3 separate regions of the Mus musculus genome follow, and regions 2 and 3 are each linked to region 1. The links are chromatin contacts, called in public promoter capture Hi-C maps. All regions are on one chromosome and are shown on one strand. The core of a region is the stretch at or near the end of the contact, and the rest is flanking DNA. Distances in the headings are between cores, read along the strand shown.

What was found. Promoter capture Hi-C pulls out the DNA fragments that hold promoters and counts their contacts.
Region 2: a promoter capture Hi-C map of hippocampal neurons shows a contact between it and region 1, with 3 times the contacts expected there. The contact joins the enhancer-like site here to the promoter of Smarcal1 in region 1. A contact is called at or near these places in 12 of 39 promoter capture datasets (the 3T3-L1 cell line, 3T3-L1-derived adipocytes, the C10 cell line and 7 more), 14 of 484 Hi-C or Micro-C datasets (the G1E-ER4 cell line, embryonic stem cells, hematopoietic stem and progenitor cells and 4 more) and 5 of 115 datasets of contacts at active chromatin or transcription factors (astrocytes, embryonic stem cells and large pre-B cells).
Region 3: a contact with region 1 is called in a promoter capture Hi-C map of neutrophils. The contact joins the enhancer-like site here to the promoter of Smarcal1 in region 1. A contact is called at or near these places in 10 of 39 promoter capture datasets (the C10 cell line, the HPC-7 cell line, cranial neural crest and 7 more), 3 of 15 datasets of contacts at CTCF or cohesin (the NIH/3T3 cell line, large pre-B cells and pro-B cells), 102 of 484 Hi-C or Micro-C datasets (the 63-12 cell line, the AML12 cell line, the AtT-20 cell line and 70 more) and 31 of 115 datasets of contacts at active chromatin or transcription factors (the 230-238 cell line, the HPC-7 cell line, the NIH/3T3 cell line and 19 more).

Annotation. Positions count from the first base shown.
Region 1 is chr1:72,581,832-72,584,899 of GRCm38.p6, forward strand. Smarcal1 (SWI/SNF related matrix associated, actin dependent regulator of chromatin, subfamily a-like 1) reads left to right here and starts at 1,420. Exons shown (of 17, transcript NM_018817.2): 1 at 1,420-1,607.
Region 2 is chr1:72,857,515-72,860,582 of GRCm38.p6, forward strand. Igfbp5 (insulin-like growth factor binding protein 5) reads right to left here. Exons shown (of 4, transcript NM_010518.2): 4 at 551-3,068. Among named protein-coding and RNA genes, the nearest start is that of Igfbp5, 16 kb to the right of the region's middle. Within about 2 kb of position 1,472, at least 22 of the 459 cell types and tissues checked have an H3K27ac peak or open chromatin away from gene starts, as enhancers often do. A contact at or near this core is called in hippocampal neurons and neural stem cells, where this site is marked.
Region 3 is chr1:72,324,875-72,327,942 of GRCm38.p6, forward strand. It overlaps Xrcc5 (X-ray repair complementing defective repair in Chinese hamster cells 5), which reads left to right. Exons shown (of 21, transcript NM_009533.2): 7 at 200-314; 8 at 1,342-1,480. Among named protein-coding and RNA genes, the nearest start is that of Xrcc5, 19 kb to the left of the region's middle. Within about 2 kb of position 1,472, at least 15 of the 459 cell types and tissues checked have an H3K27ac peak or open chromatin away from gene starts, as enhancers often do. A contact at or near this core is called in ECoMG-derived neutrophils, hematopoietic stem and progenitor cells, myeloid progenitors and 1 more, where this site is marked.

The sequences.
Region 1 (3,068 bases), core at 170-2,669:
AGGGCAGCTGCCTCTGCTCCAGTGAGAAGCAGCAAAGGACTGGGCAGAATGCAGGGTTTATATAGGATTTCTAGAGGGTGGGTGGGATTTCCAGAGTGGCCTGGGACTCAAGGATTGGTGGGATTTTTTTTTCCTTGTAGGGTGGGGCTTGAACCCTCTCCAGCTACACTGGTACAACCACTAGTGACATCTGCAGGGCAGAGCCTGGCCACTTGTGTGCCTTGAGGGTTTATAACCTTTACAAAGTATACTTTTACAAGAGTTCAGGCACTGAAAGCCTTCCCCTGCCCCTTGAGTTGGCATGAATAGCCAACACTAGCAACATTCCTCTTCCTCCTGTTGTGGGCTGCTATTTTGATAGCTCCTGTGTTCATGATATCTTACTGCAGTCCACCTCATCGTCTCTTCTTATTAAAAAACACATCACATTTCCCTAAATGTCTGGTCATTTCCCCAATTAACTCTGTATTCAGAGATCTATCTCTTTGCAATGAGCTCTGTTTGAAAACAGAATCGTTTCAACCTTTCCGTGTACGCTGATGATAGAAGAATATTATATTCAACCATTGGAGGACAGAAAGAATGCTGTGCTCAGAAATGGAGTCAAGTAACCTTGATAGTATCTGATAGATGGGAGGGCTTTGGAATCAGAATAACAAAGTAGCTAAATACAGCCTGGAGAAAATTGTGGACCAGTCCTAGTTCCGTTTTCTCATTTATAAAATGAGGATAATGGAGCTGGGTGTGTGGTGCACAACTTTAATCGCACTCCAGAGAAGGATCTCTGTCAGTTTTAGGCCAATGATACATGTTAAGATCCTGCCTTTTGAGGAAAAAAAAAAAAAGATATAATAATAATCTTATGATGGTGCAAGTCTGTAGGAGGTGGAGGCAGGAAAGACATCCTCTGGTACAGGGTGAGTTCTTAGACAAGTCTGGGTTACATGAGTTACTGTCTATGTTTCATAGGTTGTAGTTCGGATTAACTTAAGTTCCTATTAATGATCAGCACGCTGACTGATGGAGGCTCTAAAAATTTCAATTCCTCTTTGGTCTAGGAAAGCAGATACTCAGCAGCGGCTGGGGCTTATAAGGACGGCACTATTAGAAACGGGTGTGCCAGGAAAATCTTTATTAAGTATCAAATCAATCTGGCTGTCTGACATGTCTGGAGACACCCCTGACACTGAACGCTCAGCCTTCCTTACGCCTGATTAAATGTTTGGAGAAACTGAGAGCTACAACTCCCAGGGTGCACCACACCTTGACCCGCCCACAACGTTACGCCTCTCAAATTCACCAACCTCCAATGGGCAGGCTTTCCGATTCAAACTACAAACCCCAGAAGGCCCTACACCAAGTGTACTATCACCCACAATTTATGACCGGGATCTGCGGCCGTACTGGCTGTTGGGAAATGTAGTTCGACGGTGGCCGAGCCATTCAAATGCCAATGGCCCGCTCCAAGATGGGTGAAATTGTAGCGCTTGAATTCTAGTTCCTCTAACAGTCCAACCAGAAGCGAAAACTGCCTAGGCAAGGCTCTGAAAGACGCTCCTGGTCTAGGGCTGTTCTGCTAAGGTGCCTCACCTTACTGGCCTCGCTAGGTAAGAAAGTGGGCTGCGAAGGAGGTAGCAGCATTGGAGACGGACGAGACCAAATACGGCAAGAGGAGGGAGCAGTGGGGACGGGAAGATCCAAGTGGAAATGCTAGAGGCAAAGTGGGGCGGGGCGTCCCCTTTTCTCAGGCACCCAGGATGTGCACAGGAAGGGAAGGGAAGCCCAGGTCTCAGCAAAGAGGAATGTCTATGTGGTGGTGTGCATTTGTGGTTTATGGTTTATTAGTTGGACCTCTCATTCCGTGGTCTCATCTCCCCAACTGGGTCAGTCAGCATACTAGGCCTTGGTAGGTATAACCCTAGTTGAATACAAGGCTGAGAGTTTTCATTGCTGCTGGCTGGCAGGCTTGAGTGTAACATCTGTGAGAGGAGATGTTTTGGGGTGCTTTGTCTAAAGGGAGTCTTAGCAAGGATTAAAATGTAAACCCTCTGAAGTCAAGAGTCTAGAGCTTTCTTTGACGGCTGGCGGTGCTACTGGAGTATTTCCTATGTTACAATCATTATAATATAAAAGTAACTTTTATCCTGTTGTAGTTGTCTGGGAGGCTCACTGCCTCCATCTGCTAACCTAGGCCTAGTCCTGGAAGCTTCTAGCCTCCTTATATTCTGATCTGGGCCTTGAATGTTTTCAGCCCCTTGAGACTTGCTGCTGAATAAACTCACCCTTTCGTGTTTTTTCTGAACTCTAGCTGGCTGGTTCAACTCAGCTGTTCTGGCTCAGACTTCTTTCCCCAGCTGACTGATTCAGTCTGGCTTTTCTCTCCGCCTCTGAATTGCTCTGTTTGGTCTCAAACTCTAGGAATCTGGTTCTAATCTTCTGGCTCCTTCTCATTCTCTTGCTCATTCTATCTTTACCTGTGTCTGACCTGTTCTTTCTTCAGCCTGTCTCTGTAAAGCTCTCCCGGTAAAACTGCCTCCGCCTCCCTCTCTGCTGCTCTACTCTTTCTCTCAACTCTACCGTATCCTGTGCTGTACTCTCTCCTCCTGCACTGTCTGTCTCTCCCTTAAGTGGCTTCCCGTTCCTCATGAGAGTTGGGCATATCCTATTCTGTCAAATCTTTCTGATTCTCGTCACTTTGTCTGCCACTCAATTAGACATCGTTTTCAACATGGGTGCTTTCTCCTACAAACTAACTTTACCTTCATTGTTTTGGAGTCAAAGGTGAGTACTAAAGGCATATCTGTATTCCAGCCAGAGGGAATGTGTCAAGGGCTGGGCCAAACCCTAACTAGAAACTCAAGTTCAACTATCCTGTAACATTATAAGGTAGTGCTATTTGGGTAAGGCTTAAGTCAGACCCAGCCAGAGAATTTGGTGTTCAGGCCCCTGCATCTAGAGCATTGTAAAACTGGTTCAGCCTATAGGAAAATGTCTAGGGTAAATGAAATCACAGTACAGAATAAATGTATGATCTTACGCTGTAATGAATACCTGTGTTTTCCAAATAT
Region 2 (3,068 bases), core at 222-2,721, 280 kb after region 1:
CTAAGGAACATTCTAGAAATGTCTTCCTTAGCATTCCGTCCAAGAAGAGACTCATGATTTGTCTAAGGGTGGGTTAGACTACTTTGTTCACCAGCAGTGGCAGATATTAAATTATAGCCATGGTAGAACACATGTGTGCTCTCGGTTCTGTGTGCTTTATGAATAATTTAGTCTCTGGAGTCTACAGAGTCCCTCAGCTCTGTAGGGTTGAACCCATAGTGTGGGGATACAGAGAGCTCAAAGAGGCGGTGGCTTGGAATGGGTGAAGAATCTGTGGAGTTGGGGGATGCTGGTGGCCTTCCTCCATTCTGGGACCCCCTGGAGGACACACTCCGGTTTGGATCCTCTCTCCTTCCCCTCCTGTTGGCAGCCTGGGTGCTCACAGAGCCCTCTGCCCCAGGAGGAAGGCGATGCAAGCTAGCTGAATGCACACTTTTATTAAATAAATGCTTTGTCACGACAAAAGACAAAGATCAAGGAGTAACATAAATTATAAGTTGAATAAATAGAATACAGAAATCTTCACTTTGTAATAAAATGTGAGATCTTCCAGGTTTTTCTTTTTTATTTCCTTAAGTACAAAATGCTAAAGAGGAGCCGAGCTCTTCCACATCGGGGTGATTTTTTTTCCCATTTTTTTTTTTTCACAAACTGGTTTGTTGTTCAATTTTTTTTTCAATCTGTTTCACCAGTAAAAAGCATAAGTATTTTTTTTTAAGTCAAAACCAACAAAATAAGAGAGGACAGAGCTACGGTGTCTGAACGTAACACTATAGAGAGCTACAGTAATATGTGATGTGGTTATTGCTGTTGTAAAAAACAAACAAACAAACAAAAGAAAACAAAACAAAAACCAAAAACAACCGGTAGGCGTCTCGGAATCTGAAGGAGTCTTGTCTGAACTGTACTATCCGTGTGACAGGCTACTGTGTGACAGTGATGGTGTCGGAGATGGGGGCTGAAGCCGGTGACTAGGGACCAGAGAAGTGGGGGTGAATGGATGCGGGGTGACGAGGGACCCCTTCCCCTCTGACCCTCTACCTTCCTTTTCCCCATCCAGAGAGACTTGGAGAGGAGGCCAGAGTCTGTGAAGTGGTGAAAGTCTATACTCCATTAAAAAACCAAGAAAGTCTGCTCAAGGAAATGAAAACCTAACAGGGAAGAGAGGCGGGGTAACAAGAGTGCAGGAAACATTGCACTTTAGTGGTTTAAAAAATAAAGACAGTACAACCCCTAAGCTCCCCGGGAGAGGTCGACGAGACCTCTTTCCCTTCTACTGTGTTTTAAATCATAGCCTTCTTTCTCTTGAAAGCCAGAGGACTACAGGGTCTCTTCTCCTTGGCTCACTCCTCTCTTAAGCTGTAAAATTTCACCTAGAGTCCTCTAGGGTTCTGAGCAGAAGGACAGCTGCCCTGCCTGGGATGGGCAGGTGGTTGGGAGGTTGCCATGGCAACCCTTGGTAGTGGGAGAATGATGGTGAGGATGTTACCATGGAGATAAGTCATGGTCGGAAGAGGGTCTTGGAAGGAGAAGAGGAGTGAGCACAGCTGACCTCCTCCGTATCCTGTGGGGCAGATGTTCCCAAGCCTTGTCTGTTTAGGCCTGGCCGTCAGAGAAACGTAGAGTCTTTGTCAGAGGAACGTAGAGTCTTTTATTCTCCAGGTTCCCTGCTTTGTTCTGGCTGGTCAAGACTGGCTGGGGTGGAGAATAGGTCCTGGTTAGGTCTCTTTGTTACCTGGCAGTAGAGGGGGAAGAGAGCTATCTTTCCACTGCTCGAGTGAGGCATTTGTCAAAAAGGGGTGGGAAGAAACCTTCCACGGGATAGTAGAGGTGGGGACAGGCCATACTTGGGCCTACTGCTGTGGATAAACCCAACAGAGAGGCCTCTAATGGAGTTAAAGGCTAGCCTGGGCCAAAAGCTTCTTGCTCAGGGCATGATGGGATCGTTGCAAACTTGCCTTCTCTCTCCCTAACCTGGAGAAGGACATCCCTCTTCTCTTGATGACCCCATCCATGTCCATGGTCTCTGTATCCTGGGTTCAGCCAGATCTCCCATTTGGAAGGTTTAGTTCCATCTGTCTGTTAAAGGCAAGCTTCCTCTAGAAGACTTGCTGTCTTAGACATGCCTCTCCATATGAGCAGCGGGGAGACTCACAAGTTTGGGGGAGGTAGGCTGACCTGGGGAAGGCTAACTGTCTATACAATGACCTCCATCTGTGGCTCACAGCGAAGAGCCCACATAAGGGACAGAGGCTCACTCAAGGTCTAGTAAGTTGTGGGGTGAAGAGAGCACCCCTCACAGGAGTTAGCTCCAGGCTCGGGAGGGGGAGCGAGTAGGCAGTTCCTGGCTCAGTCTTTTCTTGGGGGGCAGTGGTACCCCAGTATCCACTTGGCAAATCTCAGTCAGATGACTGCTCAAGATGCGGAGAAATAATGGCAGAAAGGAGAGACTTAGGTCTAGGATACTGGCCTAAGATATATTGAAGTTTGAGTTGGGGGTTGGGGATGTTGTGCGGGGTGATGGGTATACTGACCCTGCAGGTCTGGTAAGTCCTTCTATTGCCATCCCATCAGGCCCTTTGTCTTATGAAGATCAATTTTCTCTTTCCTTCCCAGCCAACTGTCCTGTCCAGGCAACAGGAGGCATCCCTTTCTGTGCCCGCAGCCACCCATGTCCTATGAGTCGACGCACGTCAGTTTCTTTGCTCTCCCTTTGTGTTGCTCCATGTTCCGGGTTGGAGGGGGCCTCTACTATGCCATGCCATCAAGAGAGCGCAAAGAGCTGTGTCCCCCGCCAAAAGGGGCCTCCTGTACCAATGTCCGAGTCTCCTCTCCTGGAAGGTTATCTTCAGTCTTCAAAGACAGTCCTGAGCCTTTTGTTAAGCACCTCTTTGTTGAAGAAGCCAGTGGGCAATGAGATGCTTCTCTTGGATCAAAATCAGGCTGGCAAATGACAACAGTCGTGAAGATCCGGGCCTGAGTTGTCCTGGGCTTTCTACCATCCTCCATCACAGGGAAGGATGTTTGAGTCGGGCAGAGGAGACTCATGAAGCACTTGAAGGATTCTT
Region 3 (3,068 bases), core at 222-2,721, 260 kb before region 1:
ACTGGAGTTCTCCCTCCCAAGCCAGCTCACCTGTCTCTGGCTCCTTCCCAGCTGTGGTTCTCATTTTCCTACCGCCTGCTGCTCTTTCTGTCTTTATAATCAACAACAACACACGTCTGATTCTAGTAAAATAAGGAGACCATCTCCTCTAAATTAACATTGGAAAATTGTCTTTCATTATGTGTTTTTCTTTATTAAGTGAGAGTCTACGACAACTGTGCGTCTTTAAGAAGATTGAGAGGCGTTCCATGCCCTGGCCCTGCCAACTGACCATTGGCCCCAACTTGTCTATAAAGATTGTAGCCTATAAATCGGTAGGTAGTAAAGTGCTTTTTTTTAAAGCCGTGTTCCCAGGCAGATAAATATGCTTATGTAAGAAGCTGACAATTCATGTGCGAGCTATTCAGAGTATAATTACTGCCTCTCTTACTGCTCTCCCTTTTGATTTAATCTCTGTATAGCTTTTCATCTAAAAGGCATGCGGGCAGAGGCTTTAACAACTGTTTATAATATGGCTGCAGTCCCTCTTCCTCAAGAATTCAGGCCTTGGTGTCTTTTCCTTTTAGGGGAAAGAAACTGTGATGGATTAGTTTGTCTTTGTGTGTCATAGTGGGGATGTCAATAATACACTAGAGTTATGTGTAGAGCTGTGGAGATATGGTCATACCTAGTTCAGTAGTTACGGGTCCAGTAGTAATAGCATCTATAAGATGTCAAAAACATTGGCTTATTAGCGTCAGGTTGTGTGTCAGTACTCATGTGCATTTGCGCATCAAAGTTCACTTTCCAAAGTCAGTTGCCTTCTGCAGTTAAAATCTGATCTAAGCTTCAACATGAGCTTCCTTGTCCCCCCCTTTATGCTGAAAGTATAACTAAATCTGAGAAATAAATATACAGATATTTTTGAATGTTTAAGAACTTAATTCCCAAGTACATGATGAGAACCATAGAGGTAATTTTGAGTTATTTTGGTTTCTGTCAAGGCCAAAAGAGCATGCCTAGGGATGAAAATATACTCTCACAGTTTCCTTTGTTGGCTTCTTCCTCTCTTTGATGATGGCAAAATGTATTCTCCCTCTTTATTAGTCAATTTGAGAGTTTTCTATAGAAAGTATATGTGTATTCAGAAATCAGTTTGTGCCTATAGCCTACCAAAGGAGAAAAGGGGAATGTAGAAACAGCTATAAGGCATTCCCATTTGAAATAAACCAAAATTTAATAAAAGGAGAGAAGAGGCTTAATACTGTAGGTAGAATAGTTGTTCAGAGAGTCTGTCAGATTTCCATTTTCTTTGGTCAGTATCTTGTCTCTCCTCATTTTCTATCTATCTTTTGATAATAGATTGTACAGGAGAAATTTAAGAAGAGTTGGGTAGTTGTGGACGCAAGAACGCTAAAGAAGGAAGATATACAAAAAGAGACTGTTTATTGCCTAAATGACGATGATGAAACTGAAGTTTCCAAAGAGGACACTATTCAAGGTATGAAGCAAGTGTCTGCACTTTCACCCAAGAGAGATTTTCTCTAAGGTGGTGGGAGGCAGCGTAGATTGGTCACCAAGAGACACTTCTTTGAGATACAGGGGTGCAGCAGAAACACTGGGTCCTGTAGGCCAGTGGGGACTCCAGCAAGATGGCTCTGGGGGAAGGACCTGTGTATTTGATCCTTCCAAATTTAAATGTGTCAAGTGACAGGACTTGTCCTTGGCTTTCTTCCCTCTCGCAGATTCACTCGCTAGGAGTGTGCTTATCAAGCGCTGAAGCAGCTCTCGCCCTTCCTCTTCAAGCGCCAATGTCAGGTCTTAGAGCCTACTGGCTATGCTTCCTTAGGGGAAAATATTATCTGTGGTTGTTGTCGTGGCTTAAACACACTAGGCTCTTTAAAGCTGGGCTAAATATACCCAACCCATGTGGCCTAAATAGTATGTTTAGACGACATCTTTATCCAGAGGACTTGGAAACTAGCTGAGAATATCTGAATATTCAAGAGCTCAAATCGTCAGATGCCAGATGATGCTTAAGATGGCAGCCAGGGTACGTGGATTAGCTTATTACCAGGTTGTGCACTGCTTAGTGTAGTTTTAAGTCTCCAGTTCTGGGGGAAAAAAAACCCTCATGTATGGCGTTATATCTTACCACAGGTATTTAGTGTGTGAGGGAATGGGATAGTTTGAAGCTGGTAGTATGTACAGTTATGTACAGAATATAAGGAATACTTTGAAATATCTACTAGTTTGATTGAGTTCAGTAGCAGAGCATAGAGCATGACTTTTGGAATTGTAGATGAGCTGGAATCATGAGCTTGTCATTAGTGGATCATTCTATCTGGTGGAAGGACCGGCTCAGGGTGGGCAGAGGAACGTGAGTAAGGTGCAGGCCAGGCTCAGAGGGCCTGTGGGGTATCCTGAGTAGCAGCCTGCATTTTCTCTTATTGTCACAGCCTAATGAAGCAGACACCGTTGCTATGTCTGTTTTCCACAGAAGGACTGTAGTAGGTAGTTTGCTTACTGCTGTGACAAGAGCAACTCAAGGCAGGCAAGGCTTATTTTGGCCCACAGTTTGAGGATACAGTCTGCCAGGCAAGGAAGGGCAGGTGGCAGGGATGTGAGGCCCGCCGCGTCTGTGGGCCTCCTTTTCTCCTTTGTGCTCAGCTCTGGACCCCAGCTCATGAGTCGGTGCCATCCACAGTCAAGGTGCGTCTTCCCACTTCAGTTAACCCAGGTGGCGAACTTCAGAGGTTCACCCAGAGGAGTGTTTCCATGGTGATTCCAAAGTTATTATCCCATCAAGTAGATGATCAAGATTGGCCATAGCTGAAAGATACTCATTAACGTAAAGTCACACAGCTAGCTGCGCAGACACAGAGCTAAACTGAGAGTTTGTTTCTTCATTCTGTTCAGAACTAAAGGGTTTGGGGAGATAGACTCAGAGCGTATGCATGGTGTTAAAGCTCATGGAGCCGTTGATGGTTCAGGGGATTTGCATATGTCTACGGTGTTTAGGAGTGGTCCGTGGGGAGATGAGTGGGATAGCTGGTTTAGAAAGGGGAGGGACTAGAGGAGAGGGGACC